Linked DNA regions of Sus scrofa: regions 2, 3, 4 and 5 are each linked to region 1. Evidence: chromatin contacts called from public Hi-C and HiChIP or PLAC-seq data. All regions are on one chromosome and are shown on one strand. The core of a region is the stretch at or near the end of the contact, and the rest is flanking DNA. Distances in the headings are between cores, read along the strand shown. Region 1 overlaps KCNQ5 (potassium voltage-gated channel subfamily KQT member 5). Region 2 holds the start of KCNQ5 (potassium voltage-gated channel subfamily KQT member 5). Region 3 overlaps KCNQ5 (potassium voltage-gated channel subfamily KQT member 5). Region 4 overlaps KCNQ5 (potassium voltage-gated channel subfamily KQT member 5). Region 5 overlaps KCNQ5 (potassium voltage-gated channel subfamily KQT member 5).

What was found. Hi-C and Micro-C count contacts between places; a contact is called where the count stands out from the background. HiChIP or PLAC-seq counts read pairs in DNA pulled down with a chosen protein or histone mark.
Region 2: a contact with region 1 is called in an H3K27ac HiChIP or PLAC-seq map of skeletal muscle. The contact joins the promoter of KCNQ5 here to the enhancer-like site in region 1. A contact is called at or near these places in 9 of 47 Hi-C or Micro-C datasets (adipocytes, alveolar macrophages, brain and 5 more) and 1 of 2 datasets of contacts at active chromatin or transcription factors (skeletal muscle).
Region 3: a Hi-C map of skeletal muscle shows a contact between it and region 1, with 4 times the contacts expected there. The contact joins two enhancer-like sites. A contact is called at or near these places in 1 of 47 Hi-C or Micro-C datasets (skeletal muscle) and 1 of 2 datasets of contacts at active chromatin or transcription factors (skeletal muscle).
Region 4: a contact with region 1 is called in an H3K27ac HiChIP or PLAC-seq map of skeletal muscle. The contact joins two enhancer-like sites. A contact is called at or near these places in 1 of 47 Hi-C or Micro-C datasets (embryonic fibroblasts) and 1 of 2 datasets of contacts at active chromatin or transcription factors (skeletal muscle).
Region 5: a contact with region 1 is called in a Hi-C map of skeletal muscle, with 6 times the contacts expected there. The contact joins two enhancer-like sites. A contact is called at or near these places in 2 of 47 Hi-C or Micro-C datasets (both in skeletal muscle) and 1 of 2 datasets of contacts at active chromatin or transcription factors (skeletal muscle).

The regions. Positions count from the first base shown.
Region 1 is chr1:52,901,852-52,905,873 of Sscrofa11.1, forward strand. The region is part of intron 11 of KCNQ5 (potassium voltage-gated channel subfamily KQT member 5); the gene reads left to right. Among named protein-coding and RNA genes, the nearest start is that of DPPA5, 84 kb to the right of the region's middle. Within about 2 kb of position 2,485, at least 20 of the 83 cell types and tissues checked have an H3K27ac peak or open chromatin away from gene starts, as enhancers often do. A contact at or near this core is called in skeletal muscle, where this site is marked.
Region 2 is chr1:52,433,542-52,437,103 of Sscrofa11.1, forward strand. KCNQ5 (potassium voltage-gated channel subfamily KQT member 5) reads left to right here and starts at 1,791. Exons shown (of 15, transcript XM_021073129.1): 1 at 1,791-2,281. The coding sequence starts at 1,893.
Region 3 is chr1:52,573,465-52,577,264 of Sscrofa11.1, forward strand. The region is part of intron 1 of KCNQ5 (potassium voltage-gated channel subfamily KQT member 5); the gene reads left to right. Among named protein-coding and RNA genes, the nearest start is that of KCNQ5, 140 kb to the left of the region's middle. Within about 2 kb of position 1,412, at least 1 of the 83 cell types and tissues checked has an H3K27ac peak or open chromatin away from gene starts, as enhancers often do. A contact at or near this core is called in skeletal muscle, where this site is marked.
Region 4 is chr1:52,634,303-52,637,985 of Sscrofa11.1, forward strand. All of the region lies in intron 1 of KCNQ5 (potassium voltage-gated channel subfamily KQT member 5), which reads left to right. Among named protein-coding and RNA genes, the nearest start is that of KCNQ5, 200 kb to the left of the region's middle. Within about 2 kb of position 1,784, at least 3 of the 83 cell types and tissues checked have an H3K27ac peak or open chromatin away from gene starts, as enhancers often do. A contact at or near this core is called in skeletal muscle, where this site is marked.
Region 5 is chr1:52,593,168-52,597,076 of Sscrofa11.1, forward strand. The region is part of intron 1 of KCNQ5 (potassium voltage-gated channel subfamily KQT member 5); the gene reads left to right. Among named protein-coding and RNA genes, the nearest start is that of KCNQ5, 160 kb to the left of the region's middle. Within about 2 kb of position 1,339, at least 5 of the 83 cell types and tissues checked have an H3K27ac peak or open chromatin away from gene starts, as enhancers often do. A contact at or near this core is called in skeletal muscle, where this site is marked.

The sequences.
Region 1 (4,022 bases), core at 1,235-3,734:
GTTTTTTCAAATACTCTATTTCAAAAGGTATAAATGAATTTATAGCTGTCACATTTTTACCATAAGAAACATATGACAGTGGTAGTTTAAGTTCTGGAACTTGGGAAGTCTTTTTTTTCTTCATTCTAATTGTTTTCCTGTTTTTTCAAATACTCTATTTCAAAAGGTATATATTATTTTTGTGATGGAAAAAAAACTTTATATTTCTTAAGGAATTTTAAAAGTAATCTAAAATATCTATAATCACATTCCCTAATACTGCTGATTTCTTTTCTTTATTTCTTTTTTTTCTTTTTTTTTTTTTTTTTTGGCCACACCAGCAGCATATGGAAGTTCCCAGGCCGAGGTTCAAACCCATGCCTCAGCTGCAACCCAAACCACTGCAGAGACAGCATTGGATCCTTAACCCAAAAACACAGCAGGAACTCCTAATTTCATTTTTACATACTCACTTCTAACTGGTTTTCCTTTTTTTTTTTTTTTTTTTTTGCTTTTTTTTAGGGCCACATCTGCAGTGTATGGAAGTTCCCAAGCAAGGGTTGAATTGGAGCTGCAGCTGCCAGGCTACACCACAACCACAGCAACGCCAGCTCTGAGCCGTGTCTGCAACCTACACTACACCTCACAGTAATGCCAGATCCTTAACCCACTGAGCAAAGCCAGGGATCAAACCCACATCCTCATGGATACTAGTCAGATTCATTACCACTGAGCCACAACGGGAACTCCTAGTTTTCTTTTTATGTACATCATTGTACATGGTTAATTAGCCTATTTTAATTTTACTGAACACTTAAAAATACTTTCATACTCTTATATACTATTCATAATTTTTTCACAGCTATGCAGTACACCATCATGATCAAATACTATAATTTAGAGTTTCCTACTTTGGGACATTGAAAACTTATATAACTCTCTTCTCTCTACAATAGGCAATAATGCAATAAACATTATTGCATTAAACTATCTTTGGGAGTTCCTGTCGTGGCGCAGTGGTTAACGAATCCGACTAGGAACCATGAGGTTGAGGGTTCGGTCCCTGCCCTTGCTCAGTGGGTTAACGATCCGGCGTTGCCGTGAGCTGTGGTGTAGGTTGCAGACACGGCTCGGATCCCGAGTTGCTATGGCTCTGGTGTAGGCCAGTGGCTACAGCTCCGATTCGACCCCTAGCCTGGGAACCTCCATATGCCACAGGAGCGGCCCAAAGAAATAACAAAAAAAAAAAAAAAAAAAAAAAGACAAAAATAAATTAAAAAAAAAAAACCAAAACTATCTTTGTTTTCTTTTTGAAATTATTTTCCAAAGATAACTCCCCTAGTATAAAAGTAAAAGATTGCTGATTTTTAATTTTTTTAATTTTTTTTCTTACCATAAAACTTCATTCTGGAGTTCCTGTTGTGACGCAGTGGAAACAAACCCAACTAGGAACCACGAGGTTGCAGGTTCGATCCCTGGCCTTTCTCAGTGGGTTAAGGATCTGGTGTTGCCATGAGCTGTGGTGTAGGTCACAGATGCGGCTCAGATCCTGCTTTGCTGTGGCTGTGGTGTAGGCCAGCAGCTGTAGCTTTGATTCGACCCCTAGCCTGGGAACCTCCATATGCCTTGGGTGTGGTCCCAAAAAGCAAAAAAAAAAAAAACCTTTGTTCTGACTTAGATTGTCACTAGCAAAGGTCACAGTGTACCAGATTCACCGCAGTTTGGTTAGTATTAATTATTATTCTTTTGCTATTAAATAGATGTAAGTCCATACTTTCAAATTATTTTAATTTTTTTTTAATTTCTAGTTAGGTTGAAAAGTTTTCTATCATTTTTTTCTTTTTTTTGCTACTGGTGGTCTTCCCTGACTGATTTATTTTTACATTTATATTTTGAATTGTGATCCGTTCAAATAAGCTTTTTATATTTTATAAATATTAAGCTTTTCCTTATGTTTCTATTTTTTCCTAATCAGGTATTTTCTTTTACATTGTAATTTAGCTATATCAGGTAGTAACATTTTTCTGTCTTTGTGACCAAAACTGTCAGCTGTTTCCTTTATAATTCCTCCTAATGACCCAAACGGCAGGACATTACCATTCCTCCGCAGACAAAACAAATGTTTTCTGCTCAGTTTTGACAATTTGATTTATTTTGGTCTCTGAACATGCAAGCTTCTTGGATGGAAAAACAGTTCAAAGAGAACAGAGTCACAGCCTGAAGAGCAGGGTGTCAGGTGGCTGAGGGATAGAAAACAGTGGCTGGAATTCAGAAACCTGAGGCCCCAAGGTTGAGCAAAAAAGGTGATGAAACCTTGTTCCCAAGGCACTAGTTTGTAAGGAATTTCTTTTTCTGCCTTTTATGATGTATTTCCTGTCGTCCTGGGAAGCACCTACAAGTGTCTCAGATTGTGCAAAATATACTTGTGGTATGAAGGGAAACGGGGGGAATTAGTTTAAGTCCTATGGCAGATGAGTCACACACATACCTCGGTTCTGGCTGGGAGAAACAGAGGCACCATTTTCCACTTACAGTCAATGGTCCTTGGCTGCATATGAATTCCTAGGGGAAGCTTCCTCTGGGAAAACTCTGAGGCCTACCTTCCAGCTTGTCCTGGGTATTGAGATTTTTTTAAATGCTCCCCAGGTGATTCTAACGGCCAGCTAAGGTTGAAAACCATTCTAATCATTTTGTCAAGAAATGTAAAAAGAAATCTAATCTATAAGAGCAGGTGACCAAGAACATGAACTAGAAACTACCTGTCCTTTTTTCCTAAGCACTTGCATCTTGACAGCCAAATTTGTAGTGGAAAAAGAAAAACAGTCTTTGGACATAGCAGAAGTTTCCAGAATGTTCTCTTTATCATGTAAGGTCCAAGTAGTTCTTTCCAAAAACTATGGAATAGGGTTTCCAAAATCAAGAGAAACAAAGCTCAAGATTTGAAAGTAGATCCTGAACACTGCTAATTAATAGAAGACAGAGCCAGTTGGGGGAGTCAAAGGATTGTATTTTATTATTATTTTTATTAAAGTATAGTTGATTTACAATGTTCTGTCAGGTCCTGCTCAGACTGTATTTTAAACTTCTTCTCCTCCAAGCACAGACTGTGCGTGCACTGGGCAGTCCCACTGGTCGTGGGAGGCTTGCCCACAGGGAGCTGGGCTTTGGGGAGCACCTCACCCCATTGGCACACTGCCCTTCATGACGGCTTTTGCAGATCAGTGCTCACATAAGCTTATGTTCCCATGACCCACATTTCCCAAAATGCCAGGGCAGAGGGCCAGCAGTGTGGTCGGAGAGCACAGAGCCAGCCTTGGCTGAAAGCGTAGCCCCACCCAGGTGCCTCAGAGTTCACAGAGGGTTTTAAGCCTCTAGGAATCACGAGAAAGACATTTAACATGTTGTTAGCCTCACTGGAAACGATATCGATATCTCCAGATACTTAAAAACAGAAAGATAGCATTTTTCCCCATTTTTGTGGCTTTGAAATAAGACGTTCTCTGACTCAGCCCTTGCTTCAGTACATCAGCAAAGACATATGTCCTATTAGTTTGCTCTGACCCAGCTTACAAAAAAAAAAAAAAATATTTTTAAAAACTGAGAGGAGCTTAATTTATGTCTTGAATAATTAAGTTATAGGATATAATGAAATTCCCTAAGAGGCATTTGGATCAGTGACGCCCATCTTCTGCCCAGCCTGTTCCTAAACAAGATGAAGAGACTCAAGGTCTTTCTGGGTAGCAGGACGGAGGAAAGGGTTCAGTGTTCAGCCGGGAGAAAACGGCCTTGTAATCTCTTGGGATGTTCCAGTTCCACTTACAGTCAGTGTGCATATTATAGCTTCACTGCCTTTCCTTCTGCACTTTTTGTGACAGTCCTACCTGCTGAAGAAGTTTTCCATTAACCTCATAATAATCCAAGGACCCTGAATTTTATGCCTCTTAATTATATGGACCTGCCTCATCGTGTTCTGGTTGGCTGTATTGGATTTTCAAGTAGATAAGCCACTGATCCAAGCCTTGCAAAATCTGCCTTCCTGTAAC
Region 2 (3,562 bases), core at 541-3,040, 470 kb before region 1:
ACGGCTCTGGGACCAGAGCGCTAGCTCCAGGGCGCTCTCTGCGTCTGCCTGGAAAGGCAGGGCACTGGGCAGCATTTCTCGCACCTACCTCCGCTGCGCGTGGGTGCGGAGTGAATAACGGGACAGGGAGACTTTAGGTTCTGGCGCTAGGCCGTCACGTGGCGCCGCTGCCGGCTGCTTGGAGCGGCTCGGAACTAGCGCCCGCCGCCAAGAGGCTAGGGGAAACGTAGAGATGGAAGCGGGACACGCTGGTGGCCTGGAACCGGCAAGAGGGCTGTTAGAATCAGAGCACTAACAATAAAAAGTCAGGGCAGAGCGTTTAAGTGCAGCTACTGCCAGAGGCAGAAAGAAGCTGCAGCGACCGCGGGTGTGAGGACACAAGGGACTTGGGAGAGCATCTCTCTCTGAGGGGTGGAGTCAGCTGAAATAAGACTTTTGCCTCGGTTTTAAGCTTCTGGAAGGAAAAGGCTCATGGACTCAGTACCTTGGAACCATCTGCTCTGGCTTTGTGGTGGAACCTTAGTACTTCCCTCTGTTTAACTTGGTGATCTTTACTTTAATATTGGGTGAGGGGGTGGTTTCCACTTTGTCGGAATAAGTTCTCACGTCTGGCTTCCTTTCAGTTTTCCCACGCTAACTGGGATGTTTAGCGGCTTATGGTTTTTAACACAGTCTTACTGAAGGCCAGAGGCCGCAGCTAGGGGCACCGTGGCCTGCGTCCTCCCCAGAGGCTTGGGGCTTTGAGGGGCCCGCCCTAGTGTTAGAGGTGGTGGGAGACCCAGTCAGCCATTCCTCGCCACAGGGCTTTCACCGCGGAAGTAACTGCTGATAGGGGTGAAGTGGGGACCCTGCGCAGCCAGCGTCCTGGGCTCTCCATCCTCCACGATTTCTCTCCCAAACACCGCGGCTGCGGCCGCCACTGCCGAGACTTCACCGTTTAATAACTTGCTCGGGTTTAAATGAAAATTTCTTAACGGAGGGAACCCGGTTTGTCATCTCCTTGCTTCGCGAGGCTGTCAGGCGCAGCCCCAGGGCCACTCGTCAACCTCGGAGGAGCCACTCTGGAGTTTCTACGCCCTCCCCACACTCCACCCCCGGCGGAGAAGGATGTCCAGCGACTCGCGGACTGCCGTCTGAGGCTGGGATGGAAAGTCCCAACCCGCAAGCCGGAGTGAGCTGCGAGGAGATGCCCGGTGCCCGCCTCGCCGGCTCGGCAGTTGTATCCTAGGGGGTCTGCACTCTGAACGCGGGGACTCGCGCGCGCGCGGGGACTGGCAGGAAGCCGAGGGGCAGGGCAGGACTGCTCCCGCTCACACCCCTCGCGGAAGGACGGCAGGACCTGTGGGTGCGGTGGCGTAGCGGCGGGAATAAACAGCGCCAGGCAGCTCCTGCTTCGCCGCAGGGCACACGAGGGGCTTCACCTTCTGGACCGCTCCAAAGCCCCGGGGAGAAAACACCAAACTCCGCCTCCTGGGAGAGGGGCTTCGGAGCCCAGTCCCCTCCAGCGTGTGGAGCGGAGGACTAGGAGAGAGCCGGGGCCGGGGCCGGGCGTGCGCGCGGGGAGCTGCCCGCGCAGCCCTGGGGGCACTTGGCGAGGAGAACGCGCCCGCCGCGCGAACGGAGGGAGCCGGAGACACCCTCTCAGAGTGACGCCCCAACAGGTCCCGATTTCGCATTCGGCGCTACAGGCTGCCAGAAGCTGAGACTCCTCGCCTCCTCCGCGCGCCCCCTCCGCCGCGCCGGCGGCCGCTTCCCCGCCCCCGGCTCGCAAGTCGCGGGCTGCCGGGCGCCCCGTCGGCCGCGGCTGCCTCCTCGAAAGCCTTCGGCGCGCATGAGGCCGCGGCCCCCGCCGCCGGCGCTGGCGCCCCCCTCACGGTGCCCGCGGTGATGCCATGCCCCGCCACCACGCGGGCGGAGAGGAGGGCGGCGCCGCCGGGCTCTGGGTGAGGAGCGGCGCGGCGGCGGCGGGCGGGGGGCGCCCGGGCGGCGGCATGAAGGATGTGGAGTCGGGCCGGGCCCGGGCGCTGCTGAACTCGGCGGCCGCCAGGGGCGACGGGCTGCTGCTGCTGGGCACCCGCGCGGCCGCGCTCGGCGGCGGCGGCGGCCTGAGGGAGAGCCGGCGGGGCAAGCAGGGCGCCCGGATGAGCCTGCTGGGGAAGCCGCTCTCCTACAGCAGCGGCCAGAGCTGCCGGCGCAACGTCAAGTACCGGCGGGTGCAGAACTACCTGTACAACGTGTTGGAGAGACCCCGCGGCTGGGCGTTCGTCTACCACGCGTTCGTGTGAGTACCCGCGCCCCCCACGTGCCCCCCGCCACTGCCGCGGCGGGGACCCTTTCCGCCTGGTCCCCCGGGACGCTCGGCGCCGACGCCCTGGCCGGGCGCGCGCGTGCACACTCGCACGCGCGTACACACTCGCGCGCGCACGTGGTGGCTTTTATTTCTTTGCACGTGTTTATGGTCTTCCTCCTAGAGCCTTCCACCTCCCTCAGCCCCACCTCTCCTGCCTTTGTGGACCGAGACTTACCCCCAGCGCACTCAGTCTGCTGCCCCGACGCTCTAGGCACCCCAGGGGGCAGCCCGGCAGGCGTGAGACTCAGGTTGCGCGGATAATTGGGAGTGATTAGGTCCCGAGATACGTCCTTTCCAACCGAGGAGGGCGCCCGGGAGCTGGGAAAGGCAGAAGGAGGCCCGTGCGCCGGCTTAGGACTGGGGAGTGGGTGTCGGAGAGGTTAGGAGGTGATGGCGGGGTAGACGGGGTGGGGAGAGGAGAGACTGAGGCCTGAGTCCTCGGTCCCCAGGGCGGAGCCGGAGAAACTGCTACTTAGTAGGGGGAGAAGCTAGGTTTCAAGTGCGCCCGGAAGCACGCCTCACCGCCACCTCAACCACCGCTAACGGAAAATCTGTAGGTTCCTGTGGTCCTTCCTGCTACAGAGGTAGCCAGGGTCTAGAAGAGGCGAGCAGGGCAACGCGAGAGGATGCTCCGAGGAGCGGGAAGACTGGCGCACAGGGGCGCGGGCCAGGTGCGAGGGCAAAGGCTCGGACGCGCCGGCCGCCTGGGACGCAGATCAGGCAGCGGGGTTAAGCAGGCATAGGTGGCTCTGAGTCAAAGGGTGGGTGTGTTAAGTAAGCCCTCGCCATGTAGCAGAGAATGCTTAATGAGAAAATGATTGGAAGCAAATGTTTATTTTTCCCTTAGGCATTTAAAACCTTTCAGTGGCTTTAAAGTTTACTACTGTTTTCCCCACAAAGTCCATTCATTCAGTCTCCTCTTAGGAATTAGGTTTATCTGGACATTTTAAGGTAGTTTTTTATGCCCTTACCTTCTAACTTTTAAAATTTTCCTCTTTTTTTTTTCTCCTCTCTTTTTAGTTCCCTTTTTCTGCTTCTTTGTGTTTCAGTGAAATATAAAGACATCAGCCATAGAAGGCCAGTAGGCACTCAATGATAAGTTCCTTGTTTTCTAGTAAAATAGGTTTTGAACACATGCATTAGGTTTCTTTTAGAAACAAGGCATGTCATCCAAACATACCTCTCACCTGGGATGGAGAACTGGCATCAATT
Region 3 (3,800 bases), core at 162-2,661, 330 kb before region 1:
TGTTAAAAAAAAATTTACATAATTTTTAAAGATTACTTTTCATTTACAGTTGTTAAAAATATTGACTATATTCTCCATGCTGTACAATAACATCCTTGAGCCTATCTTACACCTAATAGTTTGTACCTGCCCTCCCCACTGGTAACCACTGGTTTGTTCTCTGTATCTGTGTGTTTTAACCACCAATTTTTTTTTTTTTTGGTCTTTTTGCCTTTTCTAGGGCTGCTCCCGCGGCATATGGAGATTCCCAGGCTAGGAATCCAATCAGAGATGTGGCCACCGGCCTATGCCAGAGACACAGCAACGCAGGATCCGAGCCACGTCTGCAACCTACACTGGATTCTTAACCCACTGAGCAAGGCCAGGGATCGAACCTACAACCTCATGGTTCCTAGTCGGATTCGGTAACCACTGCGCCATGATGGGAACTTCTAACCACCAATTTTTTAAAGCTCTCTAGAAGACTCCATTTTTGGCTGAGTTGAGACCCTTGTACTGATCATGTACTAAGAGTGCCTGGCAGAAATGCACAGAACTCTATTATGTATGTGTTGTGGTAATTGCAAACTGCCTACAATGACATATGCAAGGGGGAAAAAAACCCACTAAAATGCAGTTCTATACCTTCAAAAACTTCTTTAAAGCTTTGTCTGAAAACATGTGTAGAAAAGACCAGAAGCCAAATGATGAAATTTTCTCTTGGTTAGTTTCAAGATAGGGAGCTAGAAGGAAAAAACTCAACAGACTTCAGAAATGCAAAGGATTCAACAGCTGTTACCTGGATTGAAGTGGGAAGTCAGCAGACCTATTTTTAGGCATTGCACTGAGAGGTGATCCCTTCTATCACACCCTGCTGGAGAGGGCTTGCCCAGAGGAGATCAAGTTTTAAAACCACATTCAATAAAAGAAACTATTCTATAAATTGTAAACAGACCCAGCAGCATGGAAGCCATCTCAATACCATCTCAAGCCACAGGTTGAGGAAGGTTAAATTGAGTATATGGTTTTAAAAATAGATTTTAGGAGTTCTTATCATGATTCAGTGGTTAACGAACCCGACTAGTATCCCTGAGGACCTGGATTTGATCCCTGGCCTTGCTCGGTGGGTTAAGGATCTGGCATTGCTGTGAGACGTGGTAGGTTACAGATGCTCTTGGATCCTGCACTGCTGTGGCTGTGGTGTAGGCTGGCAGCTACAGTTCCAATTCCCTGGCTAGCCTGGAACCTCCATATGCTGCAGGTATGGCCCTAAAAAGACCCCCCCCCCCAAAAAAAAAGATTTTAATGTCTGGTTTGATTGAAAAATTTTTTTCAGAGGAAATAAATTCCAGAAAATGTTGGTAGTTAATACCAGGTGAAATCACACTATTAGCAATAGTCCAAAAATAAATGTAACAGGAAGAGAGGAAAGAGGCAGGATGGGTGGATCTAGCTCACTAGTGACTGGAAGGAATTGCCACAGAGGACAGGGGAGGCTTATCACCTACTCTTCTGCTTTTGTACCAAAGACATAAAGCATCAGCAGATGCTTTCGAGAAGTTTCTATGATGACTTGATGTCTGAGGAAGAAGAATGACAAATAGATTTACTTCAGAGGTTTGAAAGGAATGAGATATGATGAAACTATTGCAATTTTTGAAAGGAATAAACTAATTATAATGTGCAAAGAAAATTAGTTTTGTTTTTAAAAACAGTGAGATGACCTGAAATTATGTTGAAATCAAGAACATTTCAGTTTGAAATCAATAATTATTCCAAGTAGAAAGGAACCAAATTCATATATGTGGGTCTATTCCATTTTTCACACTTTTAGGTGCTATATTGCATGTGGTCTTATATATTACAATTCCTTGTCCATTATCAAGATCCATTCAGTACTTCTATGTAGAATAAATTGAAAACAGATACTTTAGGGCTCCTTTGTGTTTACAGTCATATATTAGTAACATTAAGCCCTGATGGAACTCTGTGCCTGAAGTTTACCCAAATGTGATATAGAGAGTAGATCTCAGGTTAAGAGTTCTTAATCACACTAAAAACTATTTTAAAATAAATGTACAGATACAGAAAAAATTACTTCATTCATTTATTCTTCCACAGACTTTCCTTGTTTGTGCCAATAAATGTGCCAAACACTACTTTAGGCATTCAGATGTATATAAATAAACCTGAAATCTTCTCAGCCTTCAAGGGACTCTTGGTCTGTAGAGTGGAAGATGGGAGAGGAATTATATCAAAGAAAGGTGAGGAATGTGATGCACTGAAAGATGTTCTTGAGCATCTAGAGAAGAAGCAGATGGAGGAGTGGGCAACCTTCCTGGAAAGGCATGGGGATGAAAAGACTGCAGGATGCAGGTTTGGCCTGGCCAGGAGGTCAGAGCTGCAGGGCATAGTGACAAGAGCAGGTCTCAAGGATGAGTGGAATGCATGGACCAGGCTCTGACAGTTGCTCAGACTTCCCTTGTTTTTGATGACTTTGAGAGTTTTGAGAAGTACTGGTCAGCTGTTTTGTAGAATGTCCCTCAATTTGGGCTTGTGTGATGTTTTTTCATAGAGTGGAGTTAAAGGTTTTTGGAGGAAGACTGCATGAAAAAAGTATAATCACATTAAGGGTACAGACTATCAATATGACTTATCAGTGAAGACATTGACCTTGATACGCTATCTAGGGTGGTGATCATCAGTTTTTTCCTCTTTTTTCCATACTGTCCTCTTTGTAAGGAAGCCACTATGCTCAGCCTACCTTTATGGGGTGGGGGGCCTGGCCCACCCCCTTGGGAGCATGTAGATAAACATTTGAGTTCTTCCACAAGGGAGATCTGTCTCTTCTCTCCCATCTATTAATTTATTCAATCATCTATCCTTATCAATATGGACTTATAGATTGTGGGTTATTTGAGGAACATCAAATTTTAATTAAATAGAAATAAAAGGAGAGCAAATTAACATGAGGCAGCAAACAGAACAGGGAGCCAAGGAGCATCGCATTCATTATTCTCAGACAGATCTAATTCTCTGCAACTGACTTAAGCCCTGGACAGCAAACTCTGGCAGAGTGCAGCGTACACAAAACAGTACACATATATCACGTGAGCTCCCACCAGCTGTACAAACCTATGACACCAGTGCCTTGTTCAAGGAATAGAATATTGCTGGCTCTCCAGGAACCCTCCACATGCTTGGACATCAATTCCAGCAGCACACAGAAATTTTGCAGTTTCTGAAGCTCATACCAAGGGAGTCATGCCATAGGTATCCTATTAATGTCTAGCTGCTTTCACTCAATACTTTTTTGGAGGTGGAGTTGGGCAGAGATTCACCCTTGTTTTGCATGTAGTTGTAGATGATTCTTATTGGTGCCGAGTGGGAAAATGCCCTGCGTGAACACTCCATGGTATATTTGCTTGTGTGTAGTTGTAAATCTGTCCCATGCTGCAGTCATAGTGTGTCTAAATCACGTGTTTATGTTCTTTGGTTGATGAGGAGTGGGTAGTTTCCAGCTTGTGACAGTTAGGGACAGTGTCACTGGGAACTTTCAGGTACATGTCTTGGTTTGGCTTGGCTTGGCTTTTTCTTTTCTTTTCTTCTCTTTTCTTTTTCCTGGCCATGTCTGTGGCATGTGGAAATTCACAGGCCAGGGATCAAATCCATGTCACAGCAGCAACCCAAGCTGCTGCAGTGATAACATCAGATCCTTAACCCACTTAGCCATGAGAGAACTTGCAGGTACATGTCTTTTAGTAAACATATCAGATGGGTTTATGTTTATTTACACCAAAGAATAGAATTGTTGAATCACA
Region 4 (3,683 bases), core at 534-3,033, 270 kb before region 1:
ACTGGTGGGTCCCACCAGAAGGGGGAATTCCTATATTGATTTTATGGAACAAAACATTTTCCTGCCATTTGCCAGAAACATTGCAACAACATTGCAGTGTCATTGCAATAACATGTACATTTATGAAGGTTGTGATTCAAATGGCTCCCTTGAGGATAGGCAGCTCACAGCCCTCCATCTATAGCAGCCCTGACGGGATATGTGTGTAAGATGGCAAGTACGCAGTTACTTTGATGCAAGCATACTGGTAAAGCCTATGGGTGTCGTTTTACACAAAAATCTAAGGCTATGGTTTGCTTTTGTCCCTGATCCTTGCCTTCTTCACTGAAGTAGTTGCCTAAAGCAACCAGATGGTTGAGATACCAGCCCCTCTCTCAAGTAACTACACAGAGAGTTTTTCCATCACCTTCTGAGTAATGCATCACAATGCTGAATATAGGATCGCTGAGAAAATCTAACTTAAATCTAGCCTTCTTGCCTCTGTCACAGCCCCATGCTGCAAACTGGCTCCCCCACCTCTTTGTATTCCCCTTTTCTGGTTATGTTACCTATTATTCATGGAGTACTCTATAAAACTACCATAATTCCCATTAGTTTTGTAAAAACACTATTTTGATTGTGAACTTCTAATGATAAGGACCAGCCAGGGAACTATGCTCAGTATTTTGTAATAACTTACAAGAGAAAAGAATCTGAAAAAAATATATATATATATGCATATGTGTAACTGAATCACTTTGCTGTACACCTGAAACTAACACAACATTGTAAATCAACTATATTTCAATTTTTTTTTAAAAAAAAGTTCCTATGTAAAAATCCTGTGAAGGTCACTTATGATGGAGCATGAAAATGGGAGAAAAAAAGAATGTATACATGTATGTGTAACTGGGTCACCATGCTGTACAGTAGAAAAAAAATTGTATAGGGGAAATAACAATAAAAAAGTAATAAAAATACAAAAAAAAATTTTTAAGAGAAACATAAATAAATAAATAAATAAATAAATAAATAAAACAAAGTTTGGAGTTTCCTGGTGGCTCAGGGGGTTAAGGATCTGGTGTTGTTACTGCTATGGCATAGGTTCTATCACTGGCCTAGGAAGTTTCCCATGCCATGGGGTGAGGCCAAAATAAGTAAATAAAAATAACGAATAAATAAATAAATAAATACAAATTGTAAAGTAATCAGTTCTGTAGAAATAACATCCCTAACCTTTCCCTAAATTACATGAAGGTTGTGACATTTCGTGGCCCCTGGGGCAGCTAAATATAAACAGGTTATGCTGTGCTGCTCCCTCTGCTTTTGCTGACTGACACAACAATTAAGGAAACAAGTTTCCTTTGTAAATTACAGCTCCACACAGCTTTGAGTAAGCAGAGAGTGTACATTAGAAATATTTTTAGCTTGACATGAAACTTTCCAAAGGCTCCTAATTAAGCATTTAAGCCCAAGAAACTGTAATTGCGACTGCCAAAATAACTGGGAAATCATACCTTTGGTGGGATCTGTCTTAAACTAAAACTATTGTTTGGAAAGCCCTATGGAAAAGCTTTATTATTCTTCAACATCCTCTTAAATAGAAGGGCACTTCTAATACTGCCCACTGGATGAAAAATTCAGACACGCTGTTTATATGTGGGGAGTGTATACAATAAATGTATGACCACATACAAGTGAAAAGAGTGGCTATAAACATCATTCCTTTGTGACTGGAAGAGAAAGATTCCAGAGTCTTGTCCTACTAAACTCCACAGTAGAGCATCAAATTTCCATGAGTCAGATGGGGATTCTGGCCGTGGGAGTTAAGCTATCCGCATCACTGGGAGAGGTCTTATGAGAACACCATCTCACTTATTATTTGCTCCCCAAACTATTTGGTCTCTGTAAAAGTGTGGCATTTCCTAAAGAATGGTAATGGAGTTTTATGCAGAATATTTCTCTACAGCTCATACTTCAAATACTGTTACAAGAAGGTAATGTGCTTTTTACAGTTTCAGTGCTAAGAGCTTTCAGATTAAAATATCAATTTCCTTTTAATGAGGATTTTTCAAGGCCATTAGCATATATGGGTTTAAAATAACTGTCATCCACTGCCATCATCATAACAAGTCATGGTTTGGTCACTGGTGCAATTACCCAGATAAGTCAGAGTATTTTTAGAGGACTTTACAACTGTGCAATTTTAAATAAATGATTAGGTGAAAGTGATGTTGTTTATTTCATTATCATTTTTACAACGATTTCATTATTATTTTTATTGGAATTTATTGAAGTGATCAATTATGATGATGATTCACTTAAATCCCAAAGATTTTCAGCAGCACAGTAAGTGGCACAGTCTGGGCTTTCAGTAAAACCTTGTTGACCACTGACATTTGTGAGGTACTTCCTGTAGGCACCGGGCATTGCGTGCACTGACTCACTGAATCCCTCAACAGTGCTAATATTACACTCATCCTACTGAGATGAGGAGACTAAGGATCAGAGAGGTTAGGTAACCATGTCCAAGGGGACACAGTACAAAAGGTTGTAGTTGTGTTTGGGCTCAGCCAGTCTGGCTCAGACTCTTAACATCAACACTATGTAGATAAACAAATCTTTATTAAAAGAACAAATTAATATATGAGTGACACTCCACAGCATAAGAGGAAGACATCAAACTACAGTAGACTCTGTATGACAGTAAAATAATGAAGCTTGTTTTCCAACAGATACTATATCCCATTGGTTTCAGAGGTATGCAGTTTCCAAATAGGCCCTTGGAATGCTCTCATCTTGTACTAATGGCATCTCCAATTCTCAAAACAGGTGTGGAACTACCCTTGGGGATTGACTTTAGTTAGTTTATAAGCCACAGATGTACACAACATAGCTTAATGGGTTTATAGTCCCATGATATTTTTTTCACCAAAGAGGCTTATCTGCATGATCATGCACCCTCCTCACCAAAGTTGGCTTTGGATGCCATTTGGCTGTGAAAAGAGTCCAATCCATCCTCAAAGGGTGCAAATGTGCCAAGAGTCAAAGGATTCAAAAGGCTCTGTCGCAGGCTATTTCCATTAGTTTCCAAATCATTTTGAGGGATAAAGGCATTGCTCTAAAGGTATATAGTCCACTAAGTTGGAATTTTTGATGGGGACCCTGTTCATTTGGGTAAGCTATTCAGAAAACCAAAATGGCCTCATTCTTTTAAAATCCAAGTATGAAAACCTCTGCCTTTCCTTGGCGTGCGTGCACTGTGCTAGAAATTAAGGGACAGAGTAGCGAGTTCAGGAGGACAGCTACTGATATGTTTTTCCCCCAGGAAGTTACAAGATTGAGGTCCCTGAGAAAGATCCCTTTCTCCCACTGAGTCTTTTAGGGGTGATGGTGATGTTAGACTTCTGGGTGGTCCACAATGATTTACTCAAAAAGTGGGAGAGTGAAGGATTTTAGTAGGAATAGGGAATTGGTCTCAGGCAAAACTTAGAAGAAACTTTGTTTTCTGAGACCGTTGGGTGCCCTCAGCCTCTAGTCCATCTCCTAATGCAATGGCACCCCCCACACACACCTCAATTCTTGCTCTATGCTGGATGTCAGGAAGGTCCTAGCTAATAGCAGTTTGCCAAGTGACCAAGCACTAACATTTGCATTAAGCAAAGAAACTTTTAAAGAAGGAAAAAGGGGAGGAATGCCTCTAT
Region 5 (3,909 bases), core at 89-2,588, 310 kb before region 1:
CTCCTAGAGAAAGAGTTCTTTAAGTGGGTGAGATGCTTTCGGGTTGTCACAGTGTCTGGGCAGAGGTCACAAATGCTGTCTGTAGTGCATAGGGCATTTGCACTTTGAAATCCTGCTGGATTTTTAGGTAGGTAAAAAACTTATTTATGCTCATCTGAATGTAAGCCTACCTCCATTCTGCAAATAAAAACAAAGTAATTTTGCACAGTCTTAACACTAAATTTTGCAGGAATTCAACTACAGTGTAAATCAAGACATGACTGTAGTGAGTTGTATTTGGAGCTTTACAAAGAGGAGGTTAGCATTTAAAAAAAAATGCCATAGATGGCAACACAGCCATCTATGGCATTTGAGCATATGGCATCTTGTGGCATTTGAGTTGACAATAAAACATGATTGCATTATTATACATTTACAGCAGTTGCCGTCGTGAGGATTCTGTGTCTAGGTGCCACCATCCAACAATGTAATGATACCTTCTAATCAAGTGTATCCTGCCCAAACATTTACCTATGGAAATATATTCTTATTATGAATTACTTTCCTTATGTGTTTCCTTTATATTATGGGTTTGGGGTGGGAATTCTGTGTTTAGGCAATTTTTTTTTCAAATTTAAATTTTTGTCTGCATCTGTGGCATGTGGAAGTTCCCGGGCCAGGGATGGAGCCCACACCACAGAAGCAACCTGAGCCACTGTAGCAACAAAGCCAAATCCTTAACCCTCTGTACCACCAGGGGATTCCTAGGCAAGTTCTTTTATTTATGAATTTCATTGCAGGGTGTTAGCAGGGCAGTATAAAATAACCATGTTCTTAAAGGAGAGTTCGATGAGATAAAGTTAAGATCAATTCTTCTAAAACATATCACTCCTTACAGAGAAGGGAGGTGCTGTCTGTGAGTACTTCGTGCAGAGAAAGGAAAGGCAGGAGAAGCAGCAGGGAGAGTTGGCCTTGATTTCAGCTCCTACTGTGTCAGGCCCCGTGCCCAGCCCCTCAGATGCACGATCTCATTTTTTGTGCACAGTGCTGAGAAATGCCATGTGTGCTTTGACTCTCTTGGCCTGGAGTGCCACACTCCGAAGCTGTCTGCTTGATGACTGGAGAGCAGGCAATGAGAGGAAATGAGGAGATGAATATTCTTGACATTGCTGGGATGTGAAAATTATTTAAAAGTTCTATTAAATAAGTGACAGTCTCAGAGCCTGATTTATGGCAGCAAATGAAATTTTCACAAAGAAGTATTATCGTGAAATTTGAAAAAGATCTTCGTAGATGCGTGCAAGCATTTATAAGCATGTGAATGTCAGTGCAGGCCCAGTGCCCTGCCCCCTATTTATAGCTTCTGGGACACATCCACTAGTGATAAATGAACACTGAAATGCTACACATATGTTTATATCCACTTTTAGCTGTGGAGTTGTTTCAAGACTCATATCTCCACTGTGCCAAATCCCAGGCATTTAGAAAGTACAAGAAAATTTAAATTTCTAAAGGGAATCAAAGTTAAAAAGAGAAAGAGGCTGAGACTGAGAGATACGGCCGTCACAAATCTGACACCGAATTATTTTTTAAAACTACTGCATAGAAATTAAACCTTATCAGACTCAGTACTCATCCTTCTTTGTTGGTCTTTTCTTTTAAAGACTGAGAAAAGAGGACTTTTGCAATATCTAAAGACTTCCTAGGCATCGGGGGCATTGAACATTATTTTAGTATGTAACATTTCAGAGTTGTCCGCTTAGACATTTTAAGTAGATGACAAGTTGCTTTCTTTTTAAAATGCAAAGGTAAGGCTAGAGGTGAGTGCTTCATGAGGAGAGTGTGTCTGTACATCTTATTTTTCACTGACCAGAGCGTTGCCTTAAGAAGGAGTAAACAACGTAGGAAGGGGGGACTCCAGAGAGAGGATACCTATACTGAAAAGAAGGCGTGTGGCAGCCAGTATAATGACATTGGAGCTGCCTAGCATGGATCTTTATTATGCCCTCTTTCTTAGGTTTCCTCGGGTTGCAAGTTGTAGAACCCAAATCAAACTGGTTTAAGCAAAAAAGAGAATGTGCTAGCTCACTTAACTGAAGTCCTTGCTTCAGGCATAGCTGGGTACAAGGACTCCAGTGTTATTAGGTTGGTGTCTGTGGGTCTCCCTATCCACTTCTGGACTCTGCTGTGCTTCCTCTGAATTGACTTTACTCCAAAGTAGCCTCTTCCAACATGTTGGTTGACAGAATCATCATGCCGAAATTTTCCTTATCCAAGCAGAGTGTAAGTCCCTTTTCCCAAAAACTTTGAAAGAAAAGGGTGTGTCCTATTGAACGAATTCAGGTAATGTGCCCATGAAACAATGCTGAGGGCTGGGATGGATCATGATGGTGACCTCCAGGCCAAGGTTGTGCCTTCGTAAAGGGAGGAATGTCAGCTCTTGAAGAACTTGAACCAAAGGTACTGAAACTGGAGGAGGTGAGCTTGTGATCCTCTAAGTGCAGGTGAACCAGCCTGGGAGGAAGAGCCAGATATCGAGAAAATCTGTTTTACTTACAGACAGTTAATCCTAATTTTGTTCATCTTCCTTTTGAGATGTAAGAAGGCATAGTTAGGGAATGACGGAATTTTAGAACTGAAAGAGACTTTGTAAATTATGTAGTTGAAAACCATCAATTTAAGTAATTTTTGAGAATTCGCTCATCTTTAAATTGGGTCTTGCTAATTGCGAGAGCCGGTCCTCTTAGAGCAGTGCAAAATGCTTGAGAGGAGTAATGTAAAATATGAATCAGAATTTTATTAAAAGCACTCAGTGTATTTCCCAAAGATATTTTAGGGATGGCACCTAAGTGGATTACAGGGATTATTACCAAAAGTTCACATAAAACTAAAAAAACAAATCCCATCTTTTCTACTTCCCAGCTATGTTATTATTTCTAAAGTATTATTGTTACAGTAATTTGTTACTCAGTCTGAGATGTTTATTGAAAAGTAATTCTGATTTTTTCTTCTTTATACTCTTGATTCCTCTGGTCACTGTTTCTCCTCTTTATTGGAGATAAGCACAATTCGTATGCCCTAATTGTTAGCAGAAAAAAATCGTTCCATAAATGTATGTGTTCATTTCAGAAAACGTACACCGTTAAAAGGAATCTGGAGTGAAACCCCAAATGGACAAGTTCTCCTAACTGGGACAGTAATGCGAGCAGGTGTCATATTTCAAAGCAACCCAGGATGCCAGGGAGCCAAAAGGACTCATGTGTCTGGTTACTCAGTTCATTAGAGCTGGCCAAGGTCAGGGATCTGATCTTGGGCACTCCTGAAGCACCCTGGATCTGATGCCACAGACCATAACAGTGTCATTAGAAGGAATAAGGCTCAAGGACATGTAGTGAGTAATGCAGAAGTTTCTCCAGCCCTGTAATCATGTCTGCAGAGCCTGCCCTGCTGCACTGGCAGCCCCTCTTCCTTCCAGAGGTGTTTTCATCCCAAGTGGGAATTGTAAAATGGTGGAGAAGGTATCAAGCTGATTTTTGCCAACCATGAAAGTTTATTTAAAGTATCCATGGAGTTCCCGTCCTGGCTCAGTAGTTAACAAATCCGACTAGGAACGATGAGGTTGCGGGTTCAATCCCTGTCCTTGCTCAGTGGGTTAAGGGTCCGGCGTTGCTATTAGCTGTGCTGTAGGTCACAGACGTGGCTCGGATCCCAAGTTGCTGTGGCTCTGGTGTAGGCTGGTGGCTACAGCTCTGATTCAACCCCTAGCCTGGGAACCTCTATATGCCGCAGGAGCGGCCCAAGAAATGTCAAAAAGACAAAAAAATAAATAAATAAAGTATCCAACATAAGTAGATGTCATATTAAAGTCTCTGTCATATTAAAACCAGCAATATTCAATTTTGCAGGAAACACTGACTTTAAATTTGCAAA